Linked DNA regions of Capra hircus: region 2 is linked to region 1. The links are chromatin contacts, called in public Hi-C maps. All regions are on one chromosome and are shown on one strand. The core of a region is the stretch at or near the end of the contact, and the rest is flanking DNA. Distances in the headings are between cores, read along the strand shown.

Region 1 (3,067 bases), core at 249-2,748:
AATGACGACCCTGTATGCAAGACAGGAAAAAAGACACAGATGTGTATAATGGACTTTTGGACTCAGAGGGAGAGGGAGAGGGTGGGATGATTTGGGAGAATGGGAATTCTAACATGTATACTGTCATGTAAGAATTGAATCGCCAGTCCATGTCTGACGTAGGGTGCAGCTTGCTTGGGGCTGGTGCATGGGGATGACCCAGAGAGATGTTGTGGGGAGGGAGGTGGGAGGGGGGTTCATGTTTGGGAACGCATGTAAGAATTAAAGATTTTAAAATTAAAAAATAAATAAATAAATAAAATAAAATAAAAATTAAAAAAAAAAAAAGACTCTGAGCTTCTACCGCAGGGAGTATGGGTTCAATCCCTGGTCAGGGACCTCAGATGCTGCCTGCCAACTGACCCCAGAGCCAATATTACATAACACCAACAATAAACAGCCAGAGTATAAGCTACAAAAACACAAAACAATACAAAAATTCAGCTGCTTGGAAACTGAAACTCTCTCTCCTAAATCTTAAATCAAGGAGAAATCAAATATGTAATTACAGAGTGTTTGGAAGAAAAAAAATTATATGAACATTTCATATTAAAACAAAGCAAACTGATAGCATTATTGTGTCATATTAAAAAACATAAAAAATAAATGTGAGGGCCATCTTTACTACATACAAGCACTACTTAGCTAGAGTCAGTACCAAGTGGCTGTTCTATTATTGGATTCAGACCTCATGGGATGCCATAGCTCACACAGATAAAGGGTTTGAGAACCAGTGTCCTTCACATCCCATGGCTGAAATAAAGGATTTTTAATTTTTTTATTTAAGAAAGTGAGATAATTGGTGAAGAGATGGAAGTGGGGTAAAGAGAGAAAGGCAATCATTAGAGGAATTATGAGAGAAGAGAATACACACACTTCAGGATTGTCACTAATGAAAAGTGTGTCTATCATGTGTTTTTGATAACTTGTGATGGAGGGAGAGCACATGTTCTTTTTAGATAAGTAAAGTAGTCCAGGTTATGTAGCCTTGTTTCCTGCTATGATAGAGAAACAGAAGAAAAAAACATTCCAGTGGTTATGAAAATGAGGACGGTTGAATCCCCATAAAGGGTTGCCAACAAGATACCTCATTATATTCACCTTCAGAAAAATAAGGAATAGTTTTTTTGTGTGTAAGTATATCCCAAATATTGTATATTAAAAATTTTTTTCTGTTTATCCAAAATTAAAATGTAGCCAGATATCCTGTATTTTCATCTGTTAAATCTGACAACCCTGCTCTTGCATTAAGAATGAAAACTCTCAATAAGCTTGGCATGAGAATGGTGTTTAGAATATAAGAGAAAGGTCAGCAAGAGGTCATCCGGGAAACACCACAAAGAGCTTTTATTCAGGATGTTGAATAAACACCCGGTAAACCGCGAGCTTCTTGCTCCTATGAAAGGCTGGTTCTGTTTCTTGGCAGGATGAAGGCTGCCCTCAGTAACCCCAGTTTATAGCCTGATTGGAAAACTCTCTCGGATTAGAACTGGTTTCCATGGGAACACCCTGGCTGCCCAGTACTTAAGTGCCTGGCATGCATTTCTTATAGTAGATGTTCAGGAAGACGGGGAGGTTGGGTGAGAGAGCTGGTAGATGAATTCTCTCAACTTTAGCATCAGAAAAGTGGCTGACTTTTTAAAAAATAATTAAGCTTTATTGTAGTATAATTGCTGCTGTATTAGCACCTGCTGCACAGCAAAATGAATCAGCCATACATGTACAAATATCCCCTCCCTTTGGGATTGCCCTTCTACTTTGGATGGGCTTCCCAGGCGGCTCAGCAGTAAAGAATCCACCTGCCAATGCAGGAGATGCAGGTTTGATCTCTGAATCAGGAAGATCCCCTGGAGAAGGAAATGGTAACCCAGTCTAGTATTTTTCTGGGAAATCCCATGGACTGAGGAGCCTGACAGGCTACATATAGTCCGTGAGGTCTCAATAGAGTCAGATATGATTTAGCCACTAACAACAACCCATTGGGGACGCCACAGTGCCTTAAGTAGAGTTCTCTGTGCTACACAATATGTTCCCAACAGCCGTGTATTTTGTACAAAGTATGTGTATTTTGATAGTGTATATGTACCAGTTCCAGTCTCCCGCTTCCTCCCACTCCACCCCTTTCTGCCCTCCTGCGTGAGCGTGCTCAGTCGTGTCCGATTCTTTGCAGCTCCATGGACTGCAGCCCACCAGGTTCCTCTGTTCTTGGAATTTTCCTGGCAAGAATGCTGGAGGGGGTGACCATTTCCTCCTCCAGGGGATCGTCCCAACCCAGGGATCCAACCCTTGGCTCTTGTATCTCCTGCGTTGGTAGGAGGATTCTCTACCACTATCGCCATCTGGGTAGCCCATCATTTCCTCCTTGATGATTGTTTAGTAAGACCAATTAGCCATCCAAAATGTTTCTGTCTGCATTCATTGGCCAATGTTCAGTTTTTTAAGTATAAAAATGGGCAGATCTCCAGACAAGGTCACTCAGCAGCTTAGTGGCAGAGCTGGGACGAGAAGAAGAAACTATCATGCCGTACCATATGCCTTGGCACATGTTTCCATTCAACAGTTTGCTTTCTTACTTGATAGCTAAGATTTCTAATCCACACGGGGTCAAATAAAACCACACTTTTCCATAGGCATTGTTCTTTACCCATCATGTGTAAGACAATTTACACAGCCTCCATTTTCTCAATTTTTGGTTTGTTTGGGTTGATTTATTTTGGAAAACCATCACACGATGGAACCATTCCAGCTACTCCTTTTATCTGCAGATTTATGAATATTTAAATGAACTTGGTCCCTGCCAATTTAGATATGATTTAGGTGGAAATTTCTATCGCTTCTTCTATCTTCCATGTATCCAAACTCCATTAAGTGATGGTACATGACCATCATTCAAATCTAATTCACACATTTAGCTGGGAGTTAGAATATACTTAGGGAATTACCCTGAAGTTTGATTTTATTTATTTCATTTAATTAACTTATTTATTTGATTTTATTTATTTTATTATGTTTCTGTGACTTTGATAAA
Region 2 (3,067 bases), core at 290-2,789, 210 kb after region 1:
AGTGGCTGACTTTATTTTTGGGGGCTCCAATACCACTGCAGATGGTGACTGCAGCCATGAAGTTAAGACCCTTACTCCTTGGAAGAAAAGCTATGACCAACCTAGATAGCATATTAAAAAGTAAAGACATTACTTTGTCAACAAAGGTCCGTCTAGTCAAGGCTATGGTTTTTCCAGTGGTCATGTATGGATGTGAGACTTGGACTATAAAGAAAGTTGAGTGCTGAAAAATTGATGAAGAAAAGATAGAAAAGATATTACTACTACAATAACAGTAGTAGTAATTTTGTTTCTATATAACTTAAGAGAGTGATGCATTAAAAAATCAGTTTATGTTTTTGGACTCTCGATATAAAAAGGCATACTTTTGTGACATCAATAACTGAAAGGAGTGTGGACAGGGCTAATGAAGTATAATTTTCTATATTATTGAAGTTAAGCTTGAAAAAATTCAAATTAGAGTATAAAACTTTAAGATGCTAAATGTAATTCCCATGGTAATAACAAAGAAAACAAAGAATATACACAGAAGGAAATAAGAAAGGAATTTAAACATTTCAATACAAAAGGTCAGCTAAATACAAAAGAATCACTGAAAATAGAAAATCAACAGAAAATCCAAGGAAATCCAAAGCTGATACTTTAAAAAGATCAATAAAATAAAAAAGCCTACAGCCAGATTAACTTTTAAAAAGAGTGAAAAAGAAGACACATTATTATAATAGAAATGTATATGACTCTCTTTTTCTTGCTGTCTTTTGAATTCTCTCTTTAACTGTTGCCATTTTAATTATGATATGCCTTGGGTTCATACTGTCTGTGACTTTGTGTTTCCTGCACCTGGATGTCTGTTTCCTGTCTCTGTTTGGGAAGTTTTCGGCCATAATTTCATGAGATAATTTTCTACCTCTTTCTCCCTCTCTTCTCTTTCTGGGACCCATATTAATGTGATTTTTAGTACACCTAATGTTGCACCCAAAGTCTCAAACAATTCTCATCAAAATTTTTTTTTCTTTTTGCTGTTGGGACCAGGTGATTTCCATTATTCTATCAGATACCTTATGCACTCTTTTGTATCACCTAACCTGCTGTTAATTTTCTCTAGTGTTTTTCATTTCAGTAATCCTGTTTTCTAGCTCTGACTGGTTCTTTTTGTATGTGTTTTCTAATCGCTTGTTAAAATTCTGTGTTCATCTATTCTTTTCCCCAGTCCAGTTAGCATTCTATTGGATTCTTTATGTTATTTACCTCGTTTCATCAGAGACTTTTTTCAGGGGTTCCTGCCCTTTCATTTGAAATACAGTCCTCAGTCTTCTCATTTTGTTCAGCCTTCTGTCACCATGAAATTAGGTGAAACAGTTACCTATTCCAGTCTTGGAGGCATGGCCTCGTGTGGGGGTGTCCCAATGCAGTCTGCATGTGCCCAGTGGCTCTGGTCTGCGAGCTGCTGGATCACAAGCGAGCGAACGAACGCAGGCTGTCTTCCCCTGGGCTGGGCGGGCAGCCATCATTCTGGTGGCCTGAAGTTGGAGCAGCTACAGTCCGAACTGGGGCTTCTCTGCTCAAGGGCAGTCTCCACCCTATAAGGGGTGGGGGCGGGGCTCCAGCGGCTGGAACGAAACGTACTGAGGCAAGTGGGTTTCTGACAGGAGACCCTGTCTAGGTATGGGGCGCGTCCAGGGCTGAGGACACGGGGCTGAACTTCTGTGCTGGTTTCTCTCCCTCCCCAACCCCTGGCGTGAATGCCTCGCTTAGAGGCCGGGTCAGGACTTGAGCGGGCGCCTGCGCTCACTGGCCCGGTTTCACTCCCCTCCAGATGCGCGCAGGGACACACAAGCCTGCGATGGCAGGCCCCACCCTAGAGCTAGTTTTACTCCCCCTCAAGTGTGTGCAAGGTCGGCCTACCAAGTGACAACATTCTCCACCTGGGATACACTGACACCCAGGCTGGCAATGTCTGCCTCCACACTGGTCAGAGTCGGGGCAGGGTGCAAGCAGGCTCGCAGCCCTCCAAGTGTGCACACTCTCAGGAGCACTCCGTGCCTCAGTGGGTGCAGCGCCAGGGCAAGAGGCGCTGGAGCAGGAGCCCTGAGCAGGCTGCGGGATACACTGGGATGGTCCTGGTAAGCCGGGCCAGTAAGTTTTCCATCTGCTGACTCTGTGCTGTGACCGGGAGGAGGCAAGTCTGTGCATGTCCTTCAAGGGCCGAGACTTGGTTTCTTAGAGCCCTCTGGTAAGCCCCAGTAGTTTCCAAACCAGCTCAAGGGGTCGTCTTCCCAGTGTTGGACCCGTGGGCTAGGTTGCCTAATACGTGGCTCAAATCCCTCACTCCCCCAGGGAAAACCCCCAAGCCTGTGCCATCTCCCTCCCCTTCTGTACCCTCCACTAGCGGGTGCAAGTCCTGACCAGACCAGACTGCTTCTCCTCCCTTCCTGCCAGCCTTTGTGTAGTTCTTCCTTTACAGCCTCGGTTGAGAGAGAGCCATCTGGCTAGTTCCCAAATCAGTTTTACCAAGCACCGCTCTATATGTAGTTGTGGGTTTGACGTGTTGGTGAGTGAAGGTCTACTCCATCGTGATCTCTCCTCCCCAGGTACAGTGTTTCACAATGCATGCACCAATATACATTCTTACCAACAATGTACCCGTTCCCTTTTCTCTATATTGTCACCAACGCTTGTTACTTCTTGTCTTTTTGATAATAACCATTCTAACAGATGGGAGTGGTATTTTACTGTGGTTTTGATGTGCATTTCCCTGGTGATTAGAGGTTAAGCACCATGTACTTGTTAGCCATCTGTGTGTCTTCCACGGAAAAATACCTATTCAGTCCGTCAGCCCATTTTTTTTAAACTGGATTGTTTGTTCTTTAAGTATTTTGGATAGTAACTCCTTATTAGATACAAGATTTGCAAATATTTTCTCCCAACTGGTAGGTTGCCTTTTTATTTTATCAATGTTTCCTTTCCTATCAGAAGCTTTTTATTTTGATGTAGTTCTACTTGTTTATTTTTGCTTTTGTTTGCTCTGCTTTGGGTGTCAAAAAATCATCGCCAAGACGGTGGTCAA

Evidence for each region. A called contact is a pair of places that touch in the nucleus more often than the background predicts.
Region 2: a Hi-C map of blood shows a contact between it and region 1, with 6 times the contacts expected there. The contact joins two enhancer-like sites. A contact is called at or near these places in 2 of 5 Hi-C or Micro-C datasets (blood and liver).

Annotation. Positions count from the first base shown.
Region 1 is chr12:68,230,008-68,233,074 of ARS1.2, forward strand. No RefSeq gene overlaps it. Among named protein-coding and RNA genes, the nearest start is that of RCBTB2, 46 kb to the right of the region's middle. Within about 2 kb of position 1,499, at least 1 of the 5 cell types and tissues checked has an H3K27ac peak or open chromatin away from gene starts, as enhancers often do.
Region 2 is chr12:68,437,217-68,440,283 of ARS1.2, forward strand. The region is part of intron 2 of RB1 (retinoblastoma-associated protein); the gene reads right to left. Among named protein-coding and RNA genes, the nearest start is that of RB1, 12 kb to the right of the region's middle. Within about 2 kb of position 1,540, at least 3 of the 5 cell types and tissues checked have an H3K27ac peak or open chromatin away from gene starts, as enhancers often do.